2 separate regions of the Mus musculus genome follow, and region 1 is linked to region 2. A link is a contact called in public Hi-C data. All regions are on one chromosome and are shown on one strand. The core of a region is the stretch at or near the end of the contact, and the rest is flanking DNA. Distances in the headings are between cores, read along the strand shown.

Region 1 (5,763 bases), core at 283-2,782, 930 kb before region 2:
GAAAGTGACCCCAGAGAAGTCATAAAAATAAGATTTCCGTTTAAATAAGCTTGGAGTAACAAACTTAATTTTAAGGAAGCAGTGGGTATATTAGAGAAGCCCCAGCATAAGGGAACAGCCTAAGCCCGAGACAGAGGCAGAGTCTCAGAGATAAGGGGCATTCATTTTTCAGTAGTGTGGGGGTATACTGAATGTTTGTATCCTGATAGTGCCTGGAGTGAATGGTGCTGGGTCTCCTTCCTAGAAGTCTTCCTGGAATCCCATATCTTTAACCTGGAATCCAATGGGTCTACTACGGAAGAATGTGAAGAGAATAATATTGGAAAAATATCCAAAGGCAATCCAGGGAAGGCAGGGCACATGGCACGTGGTACAATATACAGTGTCTCTGATTCCCATACTCACTGAAGGAATAGCCTGTGTGAATAAACTGACTTATTTAAAAGTTTCTGCTTTATTCTTCACAATTACAAAAGAGGAGAATACCAATACCACTGATCATCTCTGCCATAGATCATCTGTATCTGCAGATATCTGCCTGTTGTCTCTAGAAGGCTTCCATTGTGTGGCATAAGAGAGCCATGGAAGAAAATGTGAGTTTGGCATTTATGCTAACATGTGTTAGAAGGTAACTAAAACTAGCTGTCACAAAGAACAAATAAAATGCTGTATATGAGATTCTTGCCTATGTTCTCAATATTTCTAGAGTAAGTAATTTTAACTATCAATATCTAGAACATTCTAATTAGGGAGTCAGGGAACAAAAGGTGAGTAGCTATGTACATAATATCCATTAAACACCCCAAAGCCACACACATATACACAAAGTCACATATATAAACATGGATAAAGTATCATTAAGCACCCCAATGTCACATACACATATATAAACATGGGTAAAGAATTAATTTTATCTTTTGCAGCAGGGTCTTCACTCTAACTTGTGACCCCCTGCTTCAACCTTCCAAGTGCTGGTATTCATTTATTCCTGTAACACCTTCACGTGTAAATGCCAACTCTACAGTTGTGATCTAAGTACCGTGACGTGGTATTTAATGGAGGAACTATGACATTGAACACTTATACTTATTACCATTGCAAATCATACATACTTGAGTTAGAAGTAACAAATTCAAACAAAATTTATTTTTATGTTATACATAAATTTTATTTTATATTATACTTTTTTATTATACTATAACATATTGACTAAGACGCATGACATTGTTCTATGAGAAGTACAGTTGCATTCGTCACTTAAAATCTTTAATTAGCTTTAGGCAAGATATAAACATAGACACATGAATTCATAAACGTTTCCTTTTTCTTTCTGATGGAGCCTCAGGCCCTGCCTTCCTTTCAGTCACTGGACCTCAGCAGAGCCGTGGAATGCTTTCCAGAACATAGATTTAAATGAGGCGCCTGCTCAGTGGGCTTACAACCTAATTAGACAGAGACAGTTGACCAACATATGCCCACAGACTACAGTTGGCCACTTATTTATTCCCTAATTAACATAAAGCAGCAGGAGGACAAGCCTGTCTGTGCTCTGTGCAGGAGAAAGTCTGTGTGTGCTGTGGAGCTCTGTGGGAAATGAGACCGCTTCCTCGTTGGGGGTTTTCTGAGCTCTTCCTCTGGTTCCTTGCTTGTCTCCATAATTAATAGTCCCAGGCATATCTTGCTGAGACTGTATTTGGCCAAGCAAACAGACCCTTGCAGCACAGCGGAACCGTTTGCTTCAGCTGTCGTGTTGATCTCTACAGGTCACTGAATGGTGGATTCCAGTGTTGTGCGTTCAACTCTCTGGAGAAGCTCAGCCAATGTGTGCCAAGTGGTTTCTCTACACATGAGCAGTTTAGTAATTCCAGCTACAGGGATGGCTTTCTCCTAAGACTTTTTGATTATACAAGTCATGTGGTTACTTTCTACTTAAATCTTCTTTTAATTTTAATATTATTCCCCCTTTGTTTTCAGACTATTCAGACGTTTAAAGCTTTAAGCCCTAAGTGATCTGAGGTCGGCCTGCCCAGATCTCTCTTTAACATTCTGTCCTACACTGGTTTGCTTTATGTCGACTTAGCAACGGGAACCTTGAGTTTCAGTTTGGAGAAAATAAAAATTCCACAGCTTTACAGCTGCGAGTTTCTCACCTGGGCCTCTTTTATATTTTTGGTCTAGTTCTTACGTTATCATTTACTATTCCAAAATAAGACAATGGAAACATTGGCAAATGTACAAATCTAATTATACTCAGTATCATTTCTCTTAATTTAGGTGTCTGTTTGTTCTGTATGAGATAGGATCTTGTTATGTAGGCTAGGCTGTTTTTGAGGTTCCAGGGAGTCTCCCACCTCATGCTCTCAAGTGTTGGGATTACAAACATAACCTACTGTGCCTTGATTACTGTTTGGACTTTTGAATGTTGAAACTTAAAAATCACACATACTGACATTGAATAGTTGCGTGTCATCAACACACCACTTTGCAGAAAACAGGAAAACAACACAGCAAGTATCGGGCAATTAGATTCCAAAGGCAGGGCCTTAATGTTCATCTCTGCATTAATTCTCGATCTTCTGACTTAGTGCCTTGATTCTGAAATAAGAAAATATAGGCAGTTTCATTCAAAGAAATTTTAAAATAAACTTTTAGCCTTAGTGAGATTAAAATGGGCTTGCCCTTGCAAGACAACCAAAGAACAAAATTCTGCATCAAAATACTAAAACCAAAACAAAATTCTATGTAACATTCACTTGTAACTGCTCTGCAGAGAATTCTAGCAACAGCAGTATTGTTGTTTGACTTGGCAAATTGAGTTTTCATAATTAGATCAACCATAATTTAGTGTTTGGCTTCTGTGTAAATATATGTCCTTGATCTTAAACTTTTCTCAGAAATAATTCAGAAAAGAAATAGAGGTGGTTTTATGTAGACTGAAGGCTTATTCCTCTCTCTTTGCTCAAATCACCATGTGGACTTTAGTGAACTCTGTAGTAAAAGTGAGAGAAGTTTCACTCATTTCAATGCCAAGCTTTACATTTGGAAACAATACAATTTGTTTTTATTCTCCCTACCCCCTCTTCCATGTTCATCATGGAAATTTCATGCAGTATAAACAGTAAACTCACCCCCAAATTGATCTAACCTCAGGGCCTCCTGCAAGCATTCTGGGGAATCAGGGTTTTGTCACCTCTGAGGATAGAATTCATTTGGATTCTCCTGTTATCTGCCTCTAGGACTTGGGCACTTATTTGGTGATTGACTGACTTATTTATAACTCATTATTATATGTCCCTTATTGCAGTTTTGAATTTGGTATTTTAAAAATCAAAGTAAATTAAAACTTCAAGGAATAAGTTGACTCTCCCATATAATAAAATGGCAGCATAGGGGGATGCTGGAGTGGTGAGGCGGAAGTGGGTGAGTGGGTGGAGGAGCATCCTCAAAGAGGCAAAGGGTAGAGAGGAAGCGGGGGGGGGGGGTGGTATGGTGAGGTTTGTGGACGGGAAACTGGGAAGGGGGATATCATTTAAAATGTAAATGAATAAAATGATTAAAGGGATCTGCAACCCTATAGGTGGAACAACAATATGAACTAACCAGTACTACCCCCCCCTCCCAGAGCTCTTGTTTCTAGCTGCATATGTATCAGAAGATGGCCTAGTCGGCCATCATTGGAAAGAGAGGCCCATTGGTCGTGCAAACTTTATACAGGAGAACACCAGGGTCAAAAAGTGGGAGTGGGTGGGTAGGGAATGGGGGGACTTTGGGGATAGCATTGAAAATGTAAATGAAGAAAATACCTAATAAAAAAATTACAGAGTACAAGTAAAATCAAAGTTAGGGAGCATAATTTCAAAAGTAACCGTTACAATTTGATTCCTTAAAATCCAAGTTTTAAATTAGTATAACTGGTATACATTCCATAAGAAATAACTATTTGCATATAATTACAGCTATAAGCAAATCTGTCTAATAAAATGTAATAGTTCTGTCAGCATCTGTAAGACTTGGTTGTTTGGGTAGCACTTAATAGGAAGGACGAGAATTTCTGGGTGCCTGCCAGCTGGCCATCTGTCTTCGTTGCCCATGGAGAATCAGAACAACAGGATCTTTCGGCACAACCAATTACAACGGACAACCTCTAACCCTGTTTTAGGTTACAACAGGGGAGAACATTACTGAAAGGCTAGATTAATTGATTTAATGCTGAGAAGTTGGGGAGTTTGAAGATATTCTTGAGAGTATCTCTCTGAGAGCATTGAGGGAAAACATGGATGGATTAAAGGAAGGTTGCCTTTTCTTCCGGGTGCTTTATTCTGCATTAGGAGGAATAATGATAACACAGTCATTACTCTCCTCTATCAGATAAAATAAGTCAGGAAATAAGGCGTTTGTCACAAGTATTTCTAAGATATATTGAAAGTTTGGTTGCAGGAATGTGGGTATCAGTAGTTCTTCCAAGCTTATCCTGAGAGAAGCACCTGGGCTAAGTATCACATACAGACTTGCTCTCAAGAGAAAAGAATTAAGATGGAAGGGTGTACCAGGCATAGGATAAAGTAGACAAGAACTGAGAGAACTGAAGAAAACTATTCATGATCTGACAGCTACATTTGGTCCCAATAAATGCTTTGACTTTGGTATTTTCTTTGGGTGACTACAGTCCAGTGATTTAGAACCAGTAAAAGATTTTAAGTAAAGAGTTATTTTTGGTTGTAACATACCCTCTAATGACTGAGCCATCTCTCCAGCCCAAGCAAAAGAGTTACAATGCACCAATGCATATTTAGAAATATCTGGGAGAAATTTCTTAGAATAAGGCAGTGGGGAAGGCACACTGACTTCATACTGGAAATGCCAAAGGAACATCACAACGCTAAGGCTGAAGGGAAGTAAACACACTGGCTATTGAACAATGAGAATGCACTCTGAGAAAAGAGGCATTGCACAGACCAAGACAGAAGATTTACTATCATATATGTGTTACAGTGTATTACTGTGTATTACTTCTAGGGTCACGAAGAACAAAATATCATGATAGTCAATAAAACTAAGAGAAACGATACCATCAACAAAGGATAGACATGAGGTAAATGAAGCTGGTGTTCATGTAATGGTGCACACATTTTAGGGTAAATGTCTTCATAATTAGAAGAGATGCCTGAATAATGATAAAAAACAAATACATAGTAAATACGATAAGCAGCAACATAACCACTTATCTCTCTCAAGTGCCCGTAGGACATAAGCCTTCGTGCGACCCACAGTTCAGTGGGTCTAGTTTCCCACAGGCATGTGAGTAGTGCTGTGTACGATCCTGATGCTCATTGTAATTTTATGGAATCCCCATCTAACACATGTGCCATTGACCATGACACTGCTTTTCAGTATCTGACTGCAGTTCATTTCAATGAAGGTCAAGGGAACAAAAAAAACCTCAAGATGATTTCAATGTATATTATCTATAAATAAGGTATTTATCATCCCTGCTTTCTTTGTAAAGATATGTCAAAATTTGCTAGCATCAGTGGGTATGCCCAAAACCTCTCAAAACACGGCAATGGGACTATGAAATATAGCTTTGTCCTTTTCCCAAAATACTGCTTAAATGACAAGCAAGCAAGTGAAGCACTAAAATAAGGATTAGCATAAGGGAGAACTCGGAAGAAGGAAGGAAAACAGGGACTCCTCAGTCATTCAACACACAGAAATGGAGGTCTCTGCACATGCGGAGGCTTATCAATAAGTTCCCCTATCTTC
Region 2 (5,575 bases), core at 210-2,709:
ACAGAGGAGGACAGAGGGGCAAGAATTCATGCATGCATTTGGCAGTCCACAGTATTATGATGGCGTCCCTTCCTTACACAGGTGAGGACTTCTCTTTGACTCCAGTGCAGTAAACTAGACCATAGTTCAGGGCTATGTTTCACTGTGTGAGTTGGGAGGGGCAGTGTGGTGTGATGACAGTGGGACCTGAGTTGGGTGATCTCTGACAATGTGAACAAGGTTTTAAACCTCAGGTTTTTTTTTTCAATCTGGAAAATGGGAATGATGATGTCCAGCTCACATGGTTATTACAGATTAGCTTACTTTCTTGTAGCTATTCTTGGGGATTTGTGGCCTGCCGAGTTAAATTAGGGTGTCTTGCTGTTGGGACCCAAAGGCCATAGACAACATGACTTTGATACGGATATCTGGTAGAAGTCAACCAAGTAAAACATGACTGACTCGGGACATTCGGGGAGCTATGAGTTGGCACTAAACAAATGACACTAGGAGTCCTGGGAACCTCAACATCAACAGTGATGCATCCTGTTACAGAACTGTTTTGGCAGAGTTCCCACATTGTAGGATTCAATATAAAATACAGCTTTGGAGTCAGAGGCCTATGCCTGCCCCTTTGCCTTCACCATCCTGCTGTGTGTTTGCCCATAGGTCTATGTAGCTACTACTATGTGACCTGTGTGCAGCCTATCTGTGTGTAGCCTGTGTGTACTAGAAAGTTCCTGGGTACCTACCACTGCCTAGAAACCTTTGCCTAGAGTAACAGTGTAGGTATTATCTGGCATCGACTCTTCAGTTTCCCCTCAACCCTCCTGTTCAGGCAATAGAACATGAACCTTATATTTGCATGAATATGAATAAGAAGTTATGCATTTGAGCAAGTGCAACTTACCAGTGACTGTTGCACTGAGGAATATACTCCCACTGCCGACAGCATCCATTAGCTGTCTATAGTGCCCCCTAGGAGTAGTAAAGACCCATGAGTCCCTCCCCATCCACGAGGGCATATTGACATGTCCTCTCTGTGCAGGTTAAGATTGTTTTTTTAATAGAAAAAGCACAGGGCCAAATATAGAGTCCCTCACTTCAAGTTGTTGCTCAGGGGAGTCCCAGAGACACACAACCCTCTTCCAAAACAATATAAGCTATTGCCACTGGTCTTGATTAACCACTGTAACTTCATGGCAAGATGCTTTTGCTAAAGACACAGTACAGCTGTAGTTGCAGAATATGGAAAAATTAAGCTAATACTAGCAAGGAAGGTTTCCTCCTTGCTGGCTACCTTTCATATAACTGGAAGGTGCTATGTCGGCTCCTGGGGATTGTGGGGGACACCAGCAGCACTATTCAGCTGTGACCTCTGTGAGGTAAGATAAAAATCATCAAGTGCTTGTTCTCACTCCCCATATCCTGCCTTTACCCTGCTATGCCCTCTCCTCTGCCAATCAACCCTCCCGGTCTAGTTTCCCTTTCATATCTTTACAAACACCAGTTTCTATTTGCCCTTCCTTGGAAGGGTCTCTCCTCCCTCCTGATCCCTTGCTAGCTACCAAGCCTCTGTGGATATTCTAAATAAAACATGCACTTCTAAAGCTTAAAAGTTAAAATCCACATATCATATCAGAGAAGACTTATGCAACATTTGCATATTTTTTCAGTCGGGGTTATTTCTCTCAGGATGATAGTTTTTTGTTTGTGTTTTCCCTAGTTTTGTCCACTTACCTTCAAATTTCATTTTTTTTCTTGACAGCCAAATAATATTTCAAACTGCTACTGTGTCACATTTTCATTACCCATTATTTGGTGAGGAACATCTAGACTGTTTCCAATATCTGGCACTATAAATAGGACACCAATGAACACTGATAAGCATGTGTGCCTGTGGTAAGATTAAGATACGGAGTCTTTTGAGTCTATTCCCAAGAGTGGCATAGCTGGATCTTGTGGTATATCAATGCTATCTTTGTGATTTTCATATTGGCTATATCAATTTCCATGCCCATTGACAATGAATCTATTTTTCACCCTTTTCCTGCATCCTTGATAGCATGTGTTTTCTGTCTGTCTGTCTGTCGATCTTGACCATTATGACTTGAGTAAGATGAAATCTTAAAGTAGTTTTAATTTGCATTTCCCTAATGGCTAAGGATGTTAAACACTTTTTTAAGTGCCTTAGGCATTTGTGTTTCATATTTTGAGAACTCTTTGTTTAGTTTGATATCCTCAGTTTTTTTTTAAAAAAATGGGTTATTTGTTTACTTATAGTGTCATGAATATCACAAAGGTAATCAACTGCTCCCTGGTTATATTTAAGGCCACGAGATGAAATGTATGTTTGATACTGTAAATCTAGTCAAGAATCCATGGCTGGGAAATTCACAGGTGTCAGGGGTGAATCTACCACCATTATTCTGCTAAAATGGAAATAATATAAACTGGTCTTTAATTTTTCTATAGAGCCCTAGATTAGTGCAGTTCTCAGACATCCTCAGAAAAGCATCCAAGGGCACTGGACACCAATGAATGCAGAAATTTACAGTGGGTACAGTGCAGAGAACATGACATACAGTGGGTGCAGTGCAGACAACATGACTTACAGTGGGTACAGTGCAGAGAACATGACTTACAGTGGGTGTAGTGCAGAGAACATGACTTACAGTGGGTGCAGTGCAGAGAACATGACTTACAGTGGGTGCAGTGCAGACAACATGACTTACAGTGGGTACAGTGCAGAGAACATGACTTACAGTGGGTGCAGTGCAGAGAACATGACTTACAGTGGGTGCAGTGCAGAGAACATGACTTACAGTGGGTGCAGTGCAGAGAACATGACTTACAGTGGGTGCAGTGCAGACAACATGACTTACAGTGGGTGCAGTGCAGACAACATGACTTACAGTGGGTGCAGTACAGAGAATATGACTTACAGTGGGTACAGTGCAGAGAATATGACTTACAGTGGGTGCAGTGCAGAGAACATGACTTACAGTGGGTACAGTGCAGAGAACATGTGTCAACAGAGTGTTCAGACACAACTAGGACACCTATAGCACAGCAATTCCCCAAGGTTTGGGGACAATCACAGAAAAGAAAGGAGATGATGGTAAAAGCCAAAGGTTTGGGACGACCAAAGCAAAACAGTATGTTCTAGATGTTACAGAATCACTACACTTAGGAATTCCCAACAGATGTGGTTGCCTGCTCAGGAGCTGTACAAGATCAAGTCAACATCCTAGCAAGGAGGAGGGAGGAGCTCTGGAGCCCACACCCCAAACTGAGGAGCTATTAATAGCTTGTGGCTTCTGGGAGAGGAAGGGTCAATTTTCTTTAAAGATGTGACCCTTAGTCTGTGAACTATGCTCCAGTGTATGACTTCACACCCATGAAACTGTGGGCAGCACGAACTGGACTTAGTGCATTAGAAAAATAAATGAAAATAAGATGGTATAAAGTTTGAGGAAGTGGAGAGAGGATAGATGTAGGAGGAGATGAGGAAAAAGCGAGATGGAACATTGTCAAAATACATTATATGCATGTTTGAAATTCTCAAATAGTGAAAATATATCAAAAGTATTGCTTCCTGGTGGTGTATAGAAATAACAGACATTCAATGAATAGTTATGATGCCCAAGTAATGATACAAAACCGTTTTCACATCAGCAAGTATAGTTGTATAAGAGAATATAGAGAAGCATTTCACTGGGCTGTAGAAAGAGGTAGTGGTTAAGAGCACTGGCTTCTCTTCCAGAGGATAAGGGTTCAATTCCTAACACTGTTGTGGCATGCTACAATTGCCTGTGACTCTAGTTCCTGGGGTCTGACACTTTCTTTTGGCCTCTTCCAGCACCAGGCACACACATGGTGCACAGACATACATGCAGTCAAAATACGCAGACACATGGAAAAATAAATGAAAAAGAGGAAAGAGATATTTTGCTAATATCCCAAGCTGGTCTTATGTTTATGTTTTGGAAGCTTGCCCCTAGAAGCATCTGTAGTTTTTCAACTGAAGCTTATGGTCATTGCAAACAAAATTCCTCTGAGAAAATCATTTTGTTGTACTAATTACTGAGAAAAACCAAGATACAACTATTCACCCAGGAAATCAAACTTAAGTAAATGGTTTCTGGTTTAGAGAGAGAGAGAGAGAGAGAGAGAGAGAGAGAGAGAGAGAGAAGAGAAGAGAAGAGAAGAGAAGAGAAGAGAAGAGAAGAGAAGAGAAGAGAAGAGAAGAGAAGAGAAGAGAAGAGAAGAGAAGAGAAGAGAAACATGCTCCTATTTACCCCTTAATGATTGTTCTTTGAATTTTACCAGAAAGTTACTACAGTTTTTAATTTTGACAGTGTTGTCATGGTTGCCTGCTATGATTTTGAGCAACAGTTTGTTACCATACAAACAGTTCTTAAGCACGTACCCACAGAGAGGATGTGCCTAGTCCTGCTTTGATCTGATGTGCCACAATGGATTGGTACCCATGAGAAGAAGGGGAAGGAGAAAAAAAAGGAAAGGGTAGGACTGGGAGGAGAGAAGGGAGGGGCGCTGCAATCAGGATGTAAAGTGAATAAACAAATAAATTAATCGGGGGAGACACCCACAGCCTGTAACAATGGAGTCTGCTCACAGGGCACTCAAGTGATACTGCAAATCTCTTTTTTTACACTTTTATATATGTACATTTCTTGTGCATGAAGACAGCTTCACGAGTATACAAGTGCTGAAGCACACTCCCTCTCACCCCTCCACTCTTCTTTTCCCTTTCCTTCCAGTAGCCCAGTCTCCTCTCTAGACAGTTTTGCTTTAATACCACACTCTATATCCATACCTGATTTTATGTATCTACAGAAAACCTGGTATTCACAAATGAGAGAGCATATGATATTTGTGGGTTTTGGACCTGACTTGATTCACTTAAAAAATCTTAATCTCCAGTTCCACCTCACTTTCCTAGAAAGGACATAATTTTAGTACTTATAGTTGAAATATCCCATTGAGAATATATGCCACATCATCTGTGGATTCACAGATGGTTCCATAACTTAGTTATTGTAATAGTATCATGGAAGTCACTTGATTTTACGAATTTACTCTCAAATATTTGTTGTTCACTTCGCTTTAACCAACTACTTTAACAAGCAATCCCCATACCTTTTTGCTTGTATACTTGAAGATTGATTTCCCAGAGTACCATCAGATATTCTTGATTAGCACTTTCTGCCCAAGTGATCATGTGATGCTCCTGTGAGTGGCTCTGTGACCTTTGAGGATCTCTTTTGAGTTCATCTCTAGATGCCCTACACTCAGCCTCACAGTGGGCTGAAAGACCCTGTGGAAGATAGAATGCCTGATACTTAGCCACCTCCTCTCAGGATAAAGACACATCACTCCCTGAACAATACGCAGGCAGGAACTAGTTATAGGGGAAGCAGGGAAAGTAGCCAGGTAGCGGCATCTCAGAAGCAATGATGTATACTGTGTGGGGAGGTGGCTGTCCTGCTGAGTTAGCCATCTCCTCCATGAGTATCAGTCACTGGAGGTAGATTTTTAAAATAAAAATAACCTCTTTGTGCCAGGTGTGGCC

The links. A called contact is a pair of places that touch in the nucleus more often than the background predicts.
Region 1: a Hi-C map of the HPC-7 cell line shows a contact between it and region 2, with 4 times the contacts expected there. The contact joins two enhancer-like sites.

The regions. Positions count from the first base shown.
Region 1 is chr3:134,601,435-134,607,197 of GRCm38.p6, reverse strand. No RefSeq gene overlaps it. Among named protein-coding and RNA genes, the nearest start is that of 4930539C22Rik, 180 kb to the right of the region's middle. Within about 2 kb of position 1,532, at least 28 of the 459 cell types and tissues checked have an H3K27ac peak or open chromatin away from gene starts, as enhancers often do. A contact at or near this core is called in the HPC-7 cell line, where this site is marked.
Region 2 is chr3:133,676,380-133,681,954 of GRCm38.p6, reverse strand. No RefSeq gene overlaps it. Among named protein-coding and RNA genes, the nearest start is that of Gm40153, 16 kb to the right of the region's middle. Within about 2 kb of position 1,459, at least 3 of the 459 cell types and tissues checked have an H3K27ac peak or open chromatin away from gene starts, as enhancers often do. A contact at or near this core is called in the HPC-7 cell line, where this site is marked.